Linked DNA regions of Mus musculus: regions 2 and 3 are each linked to region 1. Evidence: chromatin contacts called from public Hi-C and HiChIP or PLAC-seq data. All regions are on one chromosome and are shown on one strand. Each heading gives the region's core, a stretch centred on a gene start, on an enhancer-like site or on the middle of the called end of the contact. The rest is flanking DNA. Distances are from core to core; before and after follow the strand shown. Region 1 holds the start of Scamp1 (secretory carrier membrane protein 1). Region 2 has its middle 16 kb from the start of Gm41022. Region 3 overlaps Scamp1 (secretory carrier membrane protein 1).

What was found. A called contact is a pair of places that touch in the nucleus more often than the background predicts. HiChIP or PLAC-seq counts read pairs in DNA pulled down with a chosen protein or histone mark.
Region 2: a contact with region 1 is called in an H3K4me3 HiChIP or PLAC-seq map of bone marrow-derived macrophages, with 3 times the contacts expected there. The contact joins the enhancer-like site here to the promoter of Scamp1 in region 1. A contact is called at or near these places in 1 of 15 datasets of contacts at CTCF or cohesin (CD8 T cells), 7 of 484 Hi-C or Micro-C datasets (the N1E-115 cell line, bone marrow-derived macrophages, erythroblasts and 4 more), 12 of 115 datasets of contacts at active chromatin or transcription factors (the HPC-7 cell line, bone marrow-derived macrophages, embryonic fibroblasts and 6 more) and 2 of 9 other capture datasets (adipose tissue and embryonic stem cells).
Region 3: a contact with region 1 is called in a Hi-C map of the N1E-115 cell line, with 4 times the contacts expected there. The contact joins the enhancer-like site here to the promoter of Scamp1 in region 1. A contact is called at or near these places in 10 of 39 promoter capture datasets (the 3T3-L1 cell line, 3T3-L1-derived adipocytes, the HPC-7 cell line and 5 more), 11 of 484 Hi-C or Micro-C datasets (the N1E-115 cell line, cerebellar granule neurons, cerebellum and 7 more) and 7 of 115 datasets of contacts at active chromatin or transcription factors (bone marrow-derived macrophages, cardiomyocytes, embryonic stem cells and 1 more).

The regions. Positions count from the first base shown.
Region 1 is chr13:94,283,801-94,287,147 of GRCm38.p6, reverse strand. It overlaps Scamp1 (secretory carrier membrane protein 1), which reads left to right and starts at 1,867. Exons shown (of 9, transcript NM_029153.1): 1 at 1,867-1,928. The coding sequence starts at 1,872.
Region 2 is chr13:94,320,791-94,324,060 of GRCm38.p6, reverse strand. No RefSeq gene overlaps it. Among named protein-coding and RNA genes, the nearest start is that of Gm41022, 16 kb to the right of the region's middle. Within about 2 kb of position 1,845, at least 19 of the 459 cell types and tissues checked have an H3K27ac peak or open chromatin away from gene starts, as enhancers often do. A contact at or near this core is called in the HPC-7 cell line, bone marrow-derived macrophages and trophoblast stem cells, where this site is marked.
Region 3 is chr13:94,222,330-94,225,486 of GRCm38.p6, reverse strand. It overlaps Scamp1 (secretory carrier membrane protein 1), which reads left to right. Exons shown (of 9, transcript NM_029153.1): 6 at 433-592. Among named protein-coding and RNA genes, the nearest start is that of Scamp1, 61 kb to the left of the region's middle. Within about 2 kb of position 1,671, at least 24 of the 459 cell types and tissues checked have an H3K27ac peak or open chromatin away from gene starts, as enhancers often do. A contact at or near this core is called in the N1E-115 cell line and cerebral cortex, where this site is marked.

The DNA.
Region 1 (3,347 bases), core at 618-3,117:
ATAACAGCCCATAGTTATGTTTTGAACCTGTTTTAGGAATTTATACACAATAACATTTATATAAAGACCTTTTTAAAAATGAAGATGCAGGGTCCCTATTTGGGAACCCTAATGCAAACTCTTGGGGCTAGGAGACGCACAGGCCTGGGTGTCTGCCCAGGAACTCCGTGGGGTTGGAGCAGTGAGTGCATCTTTAGCTTAAAAAAAAAGAGAGAGCGAGAGAGAGTACAGTTGGAAATTTCCACCAGGCATTGCATGCTCAGCTGATCTCTATGGGCTTGGAACACAGAAGTTAAGTATAATAGTCTGAATACTTGAGTCATCTGGGGGATCCTTGGAAGGATTGAGAGCCCAAACAATGGGAATCAGCTGGATAAGGTCAGGTTCAGGAGAGATGAGACAACCCACAGAACAAGGGGCAGGGTAGGTACCCTCGCTGTTTGCACACGTTCAGCCAATATTTACCTGGATTTAAAGACATGCGGGGCACGTTTTACGCAGTTTTTCATACTTATTCTTTAGCCTCTAACACTCAGAGAGGTTAGCACAGGAGCACAAAGTAACTTTTGTAGTTGAGCTTGGATTTCAACAGGTGCTGAACCCTGAGTCAGAACCAGGTACAGGCAGCTGCCGAGGATCTGGGAGCAGAGCCCCCAATCTTAGATTCTTTCCACCTTGTGGTGATCACTGTTGGATGCCTACTTCCTAATTAGTTGGCTGCCTTAGAAGCAGCTGCTTTGTCATCCCAACCTGGATTCTACCAGACTACAGCACGTTGTGCGTGGGTGGGTGGGTGCGCTTTCACATTGGGGAAAGTTATTATTGCCTAGGTGACTTTGCCTAGCGCAAGGCCCTCAAAAAGCTATGGATAATTAAATCTGGGTTTTTCCAGTTCTTAGGTCCCTGCCAAATAAAAATAATTCTGGGTTCACCCAAGTGCCCTTCTGTTAAAAGTGGAAGGAAGGATAGAGTTGAGAAAGCCATGTCCTCTCAACAAGTTCCGGGTGGTGCAATGACTGATATGTCATTTACTGTAGTTTTCAATAATCATTCCCGGCACTTGGAAGAAAAAAGGCAAATATTAGGAGGTGTGTATTCTGCATCCAAATGCCTGAAAATAAACGTCAACAATTTCTCTTCCATTATCAGTAACTTGAGGGTCTGGGTCGATAGACTCTGCCACCTACTCGGCCGTCCCACGTGCCCCCACCCCCCATTATTTATGAGTGGGGAGGGAGGATGGGAGACAGAGGCTGCCCCCCCCCCCTCCCCGCAGTGAATGTTGCCTTTTCTTGGAGCAACTCCGGATCCTCAGCGCGAAGCCGCTTTCCGTGACTTCGCAGTAACCTGGGATCGGAGGACCGGCTGGGTTTCCCAGGTTGGGGTGTGTCGGGCAGCGATGTTTTAAGTTGCTTTAGGGTTCCTATCCTCTCTGGGGTCTGGAATCTTTGGTGTCTGCGGCGGATGTTTTCGCACCTCAGCTACTCGCTCTCCAAGTCTTGTCTCCCCCACCTGCCACGTGGGACCTGCGCGCACCGTCCTCCCCTACACAGGCCACCACCCCTTCCCCAAGCCGCACTAGGTGGGTCCACGGCCCGGGGCTTGGAACCTGCCCTCCGCCTGCGCTCGCCCTTCGGTCGGAGGCAGAGCCCGGAGCGCAGATCCAGGCGGGAAGGGACGGCCGGATGGCTGGGCGCCGCGGGCCTCCGCCGCACCGGGCATGCTCAGTGGCACGGCCGGCTCGGTGGCCCGCGAGCTGCACCCGGATCTGTGCGGCGGCGGCGGCGACGTGAGCGCGCAGGGGGGCGGCGGCCTCGCCTCGTCTGTGTCTCGGCGCCGGGCTCGGGTGGGTGACGCGCAGTGCCGGGGCAATGTCGGATTTTGACAGCAACCCGTTTGCGGATCCGGATCTCAACAACCCGTTCAAGGTGAGCGCCCGGCCGCGGCCCTGGCCCGCGTTGGGCGTCGCGGTGGCCGTGGAGGCCCTGTCGGGAGGGTCTCGGGACGCAGCGTCACCACTGGCCGCGCCACCAGCCAGGAGGCTCGCACCGGGCCGCGGACCGGCCGGACCGGGAGCCGGGTCCGGAGCGGAGCGGGGCATGTGTGGCCGCCACTAGTCCGGTCGGCACGGCGGGCCGCGGGGCGGGGGCCGGGAGGCCGGGGCGCCCGGGCTGGGGTTGTCATGGGGACCTGGCACCGGCGCTGCGTGCCGGTGACGGCCAAGGTGTGCGGGAGAGAGGCGCGGATACACGGACGCTGCGATAAAAGGATAAAGGGGTGTTTTTTATTATCAAAACTCGGTTGCTCCCAGAGCCACCAGTGGCGCTGCCAGAGGCCCCCTTCCCCACCGGGCCCAGTTTAGGGGAACGGGCATCAAACAGAAGTTAAAAATAAATAAACATCTGGAAACAATAGTGCACACGGGCATCTCCCCACCTAGCTGCTGTTAGGGAGGTGGACCCTGGGCCATTTTCCAAGCTGGGAGTGCGTCACCGGGGATCCGAGCTGTTTGAGGATTCCGTTCCTCACGTGAGTGAGCTCTTTCCTTCATGGAGTGGACCTGATCGGATCCCAAGCCTCAGAAGGGCTTGGCATAGAAATAAATGCCTAGGCAGGCCATTTAAATGTTAGGCATCTGCTCTAAAATTTAATGCCGCGTCCGAGAACTTTGCCTTGAAAAGTACTTTGGTTTTCTTAAAGACTGTGAGGCATAGCAAGGCAATTTCTTCCAACTGTTGGCTTGGTTAGTTCTTTCTTAATTGCTCTGACTGTGTGCAGCTCAAACTTTAATTTGTAGTCTCAAAGGTGAAGTAGGAACTAATTTGTGGGCACCCAAGTGCTGCTTCTGGCCTGTTGGGTTTACCTCTTTTTAGTCCTTTTGTGGCTTACCTGCAATATTGAAGCAAAAGGCACCCCTGTTCTGATGGTTTTAACCTCATGTCTTCATGAAGGATTCTTTTAATGAAGTTATCCCCCTTATACCTGACAGCTGGACTCATTTTGCAAAACTACAGAGAAAGCTGTTATGGTTGAGTTGACTGTAACTTTCAACACCTGGTCCTCCCGATCTATTCATTTGCTTTTTTGTTTTGGTTTTCATTGTTGTTTTGAGACAGGGTCTCACTAGGTAGTGTACCTGGCTTTGGAACTTTCTTTCCTTCTACCTCAGCCTGCCAAACTCTGTAATTGCAGATAAAAGGCTCAGGTACACTTTAAAGGGCGGTCCATGCTCCCTCAACCCCCTGAAGTTTTTGTTTCATTTACTATTGGACTCACTTCCATGTAGTGAAAATTGGATTATTCTGATATTATGGATATCCAAAAGAAACATTTCATAATTTGTCAAG
Region 2 (3,270 bases), core at 596-3,095, 37 kb before region 1:
AAAAAAAAAAAAACAAAACAAAAAAACAAAAAAACAAAAAAAAGAAGAAGAAGAAGAAGAAAAGAGTCGCTTTGGTCATGGTGTCTCTTCACAACAGTAAACCCTAACTAAGACATACTCTTACCCATTGAGCCATCACTCCAGACTTCAGATACCTTTCTATCTGGGTTATCTCTCTGTATCAGGAGTCAGCAAACTTTGTCTGCAAAGGTCAAGTAATTGATATAGCCTCTATTGCAAATACTTGGATCTGATGTTATCCATGGGAAGCAGCATAGACAGTACTTAAATGAATGAATGTGGCTGTGTTCCAGTAAATATTTTATTTGCAAACTCAGGCACCAGCCAGATATGCTGGCCTGAAAGACATAGTGTACAGACTCATGATCTGGCCTTTTCAATGATCTTTACCGATTGTCCCTGATTCCACCCTTCCTCATGAGTTGGAGACATTGGTAAAAGATAGGACCTTGAATAAGGTAGAGGGAAGGAAGGTTGAGTAAAGACAAAGGAATTAGTGAAGAGAGGCTGAGCATTCAGACCATCTATAGCTGTTCTTAGTTACAGAGTCCAGAGGCAAGCTGTGGCGACATAGGGCTGGGGAACTCAGGAATACAATGATCTTCTTATCCCTATGTCCTGTGATCCTTAACTTCATCCTGTGCAATATTTATCTGGGCTTCAGACACTCCTCCTACTCAGTGTTTTCTGGAATTTTGAAAATGCTGTTCTGCACCCCAAATACTCCCAGAAATCCCTCTCCTCTGCATCTCACTGATTAAGGCTCTTACCAATCTTCTTTATACCATCTCAACTTAGTTAATACTGGCTCCAAAATGGCTTCTCTAACAAGGTTTTTGATTGGCTTGGACTCTTGAACTCTGTGAGCTCCTCCTGCACCTGACACTAGTTCTCCATCACTATTCATCCCTAAGGCAAGGTGGAATTTGTAATACCATACAGTAAAATAGTCTGTGGAAGGGGATAGAGTTTTCCTGTCTGAGAAAAAAGAGGTGTTGTGTTGAGAAATTTAGTGAAGGACCAACCACATTAGGGAGAGCAAGAGTGAGCCCATAGGGTCTGCTGTATGTAAATACCCAAGAAGTTCCAAAAGGGGCAACTTAGCGGGGTCACAATAGGTAAGGTGTGTACCCCAAAATAAAGTCATCCAGAATTTATTTGCGATGAAGATGTTGGGCTATAGAGAATTACAGTAGGGCACCAAGTAACTGACATTGTTTTTCTTAGCCAAAAAGGAGAGCGATAAGGCAGGGCTAAGACCCTAGAAGTAAGATGAATGAACCGTGCGTGACATACCTAGTGTCAGTCAAATGAATCAGTCAGCCTGAGGCAACCTCAAAAAGCAGAAGCTAGGGAAGTGAATGCTTTCACGGTCCTTCCTACTTTCAGTGACTCCTTGTGCTGGGCAGTTTTATGTCAGCTTGACACAGCCTAGAGTAATTTGGAAAGAGGGACTCTCAGTTAAGAAACATGCCTCTATAATTGGCCCTAGGCAAGTCTGTAGTACATTTTTCCTTTTGTCATTGAAGTGGGATGGATGGCCTAGCCTACTGTGGGGTAGTGCTACCCATGGGCTGCTGGTCCTAAATGCTAGAAGCAAGCAGACTGGGCAAGCCAGTAGCCTCTGTGGCCTGTTCTTCTGCTGTTCTTGCTTCCAGGTTTCTACCCTGGTTTCCCTCAGTGATGGTTTACAAACTATAAAGTGAAAGAAACCGTTTCCTCCCCAAGCTGCTTAGGAGCATGGCATTTTGTCACAGCAATAAGAACCCCAAGACAAACCCAACGGGAAGCCAGGAGAACAAGAGTCCACACCCAGACTTCTTCTCTTCAGTGAGAGGAGTAGTAAGGAACGAGGCTAGAGACAGGTGGGTTATATCCTGTAGAATGACCTACACTGGATAGGCCAGGGTTGTTCTGGAAAGACCTGGCTAGACTATCCAGAGGGTTGACCAATCAGAGGCATTGATTTCAGAGACAAAAGAAGGAGGAGTGACTGTGAAAACCTGGCTGACTGGTGGAAGTGTTGTGTTTTAGAAAAAGAAAAAGAAGCCAGGGATATGTTTGGTGGAGGTGCAGTATGGTGGTGGGGTGGTGGTGGTGGGGTGCTCTGTGGGCCTATGCTGAGGCATCCCTTCCCTAGAGTTTATTTAGGTCATGGGGAGGGGAGTTGGAGGAGAGAGAGAGAGAAAGGGAGAGGGAGAGGGAGAGGGAGAGGAGGAGTAGAGGCTGGCCATGAGCATGTGGAGAGAGAAAGGGGGAGGAGAGAAGGGACAGAGGGGGAAGAGAGGAAGAGAAGAGAAGAGAAGAGAAGAGAAGAGAAGAGAAGAGAAGAGAAGAGAAGAGAAGAGAAGAGGGGGCAAGCAGCCCCTTTTAGAGTGAGTCAGGCACACCTGGCTGTTGCTAGGTAACTGTGGGGCAGAGCTAAATGGTACTGATACCCAAGGCACATGCAGTGAGATCCTGTGTGCTAAGTGAGTGAGAAGCAGCTGGGAGTGTGGTTATCTGTGAGTTCTTCAGAGAGAAGTGAAGTAACCTGGAAAGTGAAGGACTCCAAAGGTTAGGAAGACTGGGCATTAGGCATCCTTAGTCTGGAGTTCAGGAGACCTTAGATGAAGAAGCAATCAAGTGACTCTAATTTTTCTTTAAAGGCTTCCTGGAGAGGGATTAGCCTTTTGTGTATTGTACAGTAGGGAGCTTTATATTTAGCAATGGATTTCCTAATCCTGTCTCACAGAAGGCTCATCACAGCAGGTGTCCCAGAGCTTGTGTGGCCCTGGGCTGAGAAAGAGGTCTGGGTGGGAGCTGGATGGTTTCCTGGCCCCAGCTAAACTTTATAATATTTGAATCTATGTTAGCGTAGAGGATCTAAGATTAATTCTCCCCTTAATAAAAATAACCATGATAGGCATCACAACCCCAGAGAAAAAATTAAATCTGGCTTATGATGAGTTAAATCTAATAAAAAATACAAAGATTTTGTCATTGCTTTAACACGTCCTCTCCCCCCCCCCCCCCCGTCCTCTTTCATTTCCGGAAATGAATTCCTATGAAGCAAATCTATAAAGGGGCGCTACGGCAGCGCAAACACCACGGAATGACATGGTGGAGGCTTGACTATTCGGCTCACCAAGGGGAGAAAGGGGTGTGAAAACTCATTACAACAGGGACAGTCACACAGCTCACACAGCTCAGTCTCTCCTCTCTTTTAAACTTCCTAATGAAAAAAAAGTTGAATTCACTTTTGAATGA
Region 3 (3,157 bases), core at 422-2,921, 61 kb after region 1:
CACGAGGATGACATAGTCCGCACAGAGCAGCACAGACAGGACCCTGCTGCTGTGTGTTCATTACAATCCATTGAGACCCCCAAGAGACGCCAGCTCCTGGGCCCGCGTGCTTCTGTGCTTGAGCAGGCACTGCGTGCCCTCTTGGGCCCTGGCTCAAGAAGTTCCCGGCCTTTTTTCTTCTCAGGAACGCAAGCCTCGGGGTTGGGCTTAGCTGTGTAGCTGCCTCTTAGGAGACTCGGGCAGCAGGGCGTTTGTCTAAACTGCTCCACTGTGTGCGGCGCCTTCCAAGCTGTGTAAGAAGCAGCAGTGTCAAAGAACACGCAGGGGAAGCCTGGGGGAACACGCTTGCTCTGAGGAAGTGTGTTTTCCTATGTAATTCTGTGGACTGTGTAACTCTAATGCAAACATTCTGTCTGTCTTACGATCCCACAGTCCATGCAGTGACCCTGTTTCTGAACATCTTCGGATGCTTGGCCTGGTTTTGTGTTGATTCCTCGAGAGCAGTCGACTTTGGGCTGAGCATCCTGTGGTTCCTGCTCTTCACTCCCTGCTCCTTTGTCTGTTGGTACAGACCGCTGTACGGGGCCTTCAGGTAACGTGTATGTGCGTGCGTGCGTGCGTGCGTGCGTGCGTGCGTGCGTGCGTGCGTCATAGTTGTGCTTAAAACTCGATCTCAGCACAAGGAGGCTGAAATAGGAGGATTGCTGCAGGGCAGCCTGGGCCAGACCCTGCCATAGACAAACTCTCCAGGAAATGGATAATCTGTATTGTATGTACCTCAAAGGGAAAGTTGGCGTATTTTCATTAATATTTTTATCATTATCAGGGCCAGTGAGATGGCTCAATGGATAAAGGCGCCTGCTGCCAAATATGGTGATCTGATTTCGATACCCAGGTCCACATGGTCAATGGGGGGAACTGCAGGTTCTCCTCTGACTGCCACATGTACCCTGTGGCAAGCCTGCCTCCTTCCCCAGTAAATAAACACAAGCATAATACAAGGTTAACATTTTATTATACTATAACATACTTCCTAAAAGTCTAATACAGAATACAGACAGGGCAGTGGTGGCTCATGCCTTTGATCCCAGCACTTGGGAGGCAGAGGCAAGTGGATTTCTGAGTTCGAGGCCAGCCTGGTCTACAGAGTGAGTTCTAGGACAGCCTGGGCTACACAGAGAGAAATCCTGTCTCGAAAAACCAAAAAAAAAAAAAAAAAAAAAAGTCTAATACAGCTTGCCTGCATATCCGTTGGACTGTAAAATTCATAAGCATTGTTTTTCTTGAAAATCACACATGGAAATTAATGAAAGAAAATTCACATTCTTAGATCCTAACATGTAACACTGGATGGCATGCATTACACATGACTTTAGGAGAGCTTTGCTGTTTACTCTCTGTCCCCTACATGTCTAAATGAATTATGGCTGGTGATTACAGCCTTCATCGTAAGATCGTCTAGGTGGGAAGAACACACAAAGCACTTTACTAGGCAGCTTGGTAAATCCTTTCTGTGCGCATTCATCTTCATTCACGGGGGATTCTGGCTTTGTGAGGAGAACATGGAACTTGGTCAGATGCCTCGGGCATGGCCGCTTCTCCTGAGCCCAGGGCTCCGGATGATCCCGTGCAGTGTCGCTTCTCTCATTTCCTCCAGATGGCTTCTCTTAACCATTCTGCCTTCTTCCTGTTGCCTTAGTAACCAGCTGCAGTTTCTGGAATCGTGAGAGCGAAGGTGGGGTGGCGGCCATGTCTTGTTTCGAGTATTAGGGGACAAAGCACCATCCGTGCTGTTCGTTGCAGACCTTGGTTGACATATTGGCTGGCTTGGGATGGAAACTCTTCCTCTATCCTTAGCGTGATGGGAACTGTGATCTTGAGTGGTGCTGGAGCTTTCGAGATACTTATCTGCCTCTGTTGCCATGGTCACGTGGTTGCTTGCGTTTTATCTAAACTGCCTTGTGTTTGTGAGGCTCACGGTCCATCCCTCACCTCCCTTCCCGTGGCCTGTGAGCCTCTCTAGGAGCCGTAGCCAGGGGTCATCTTTGTGACGTGGCTCATCTTACTTGAAATGCCCTGCCCAGGTATAGACTTCCGCCTATAGGTTCTGAGAAAGTTAATTGAATCAATCTTTGATTATTTCTTTCTGCTTTGCTATATATCTTTTAAATAAAACTAATGCTAATATAATAGAAAAAAATTTCCCTCTCATTTTTTCTATCCCTTTGTTTTTTCTGTGTATAAAGTAGGAAACTTTTTTTAACTTATTTTCAAACTATCAGGATGACATAGTTTTGAACAGCAGCACTGGGCACTCGCAGACAGTGGGACAGAGCCTTCAGTGTGAGCTGTTCCCAGGTCCCCTGCATTCTGTGTGAGCTGGTTCCTGGCTCCAGAAGTTCAGATGTAAGTTGGTCAGGTTTTAAGAGAAAAAGTTCCTGGGAGATAAAATTGGCAGAATCAATTTGAACAGATTAAAAAAAATTTTACACATATTAAGGAGAGAATTAGTGATCAAGTACTGATAGGTAAATATAAAAACCATCATCAAAAGATAACTTCTAAATCCAGGGAAGCAGAAATGCAAGCTAGGAATCCTGGTAACAGTGTATCCTTTATGCCTCCGCTGTGACTGTTCAGGAATCGCATGGGCTAACAAGTGAGCAGGACCCTTGGTAACTCACGGTTATGTGGGTATCTACAGGGATGTGGGCAGAAGTGAGCAGGACCCTTGGTAACTCACAGTTATGTGGGTATCTACAGAGATGTGGGCAGAAGTGAGCAGGACCCCTGGTAACTCACAGGTATGTGGGTATCTACAGGGATGTGGGCAGAAGTGAGCAGGACCCCTGGTAACTCACAGGTATGTGGGTATCTACAGGGATGTGGGCAGAAGTGAGCAGGACCCCTGGTAACTCACAGTTATGTGGGTATCTACAGGGATGTGGGCAGAAGTGAGCAGGACCCCTGGTAACTCACAAGTTATGTGGGTATCTACTGGGACATGGGCAGAAGCAGAGAAGATTTGAAAGAAAAGCCAGGTCTTACCTCATCACAGTGTCTGTAATCCTAGAAAGCAGCAGGGTAAGCTATGCAGGGTGTGGCTACCAGTGACCAGTGAGGTGACCTGGCACCTGGGAACTGCACTTATGGGGAC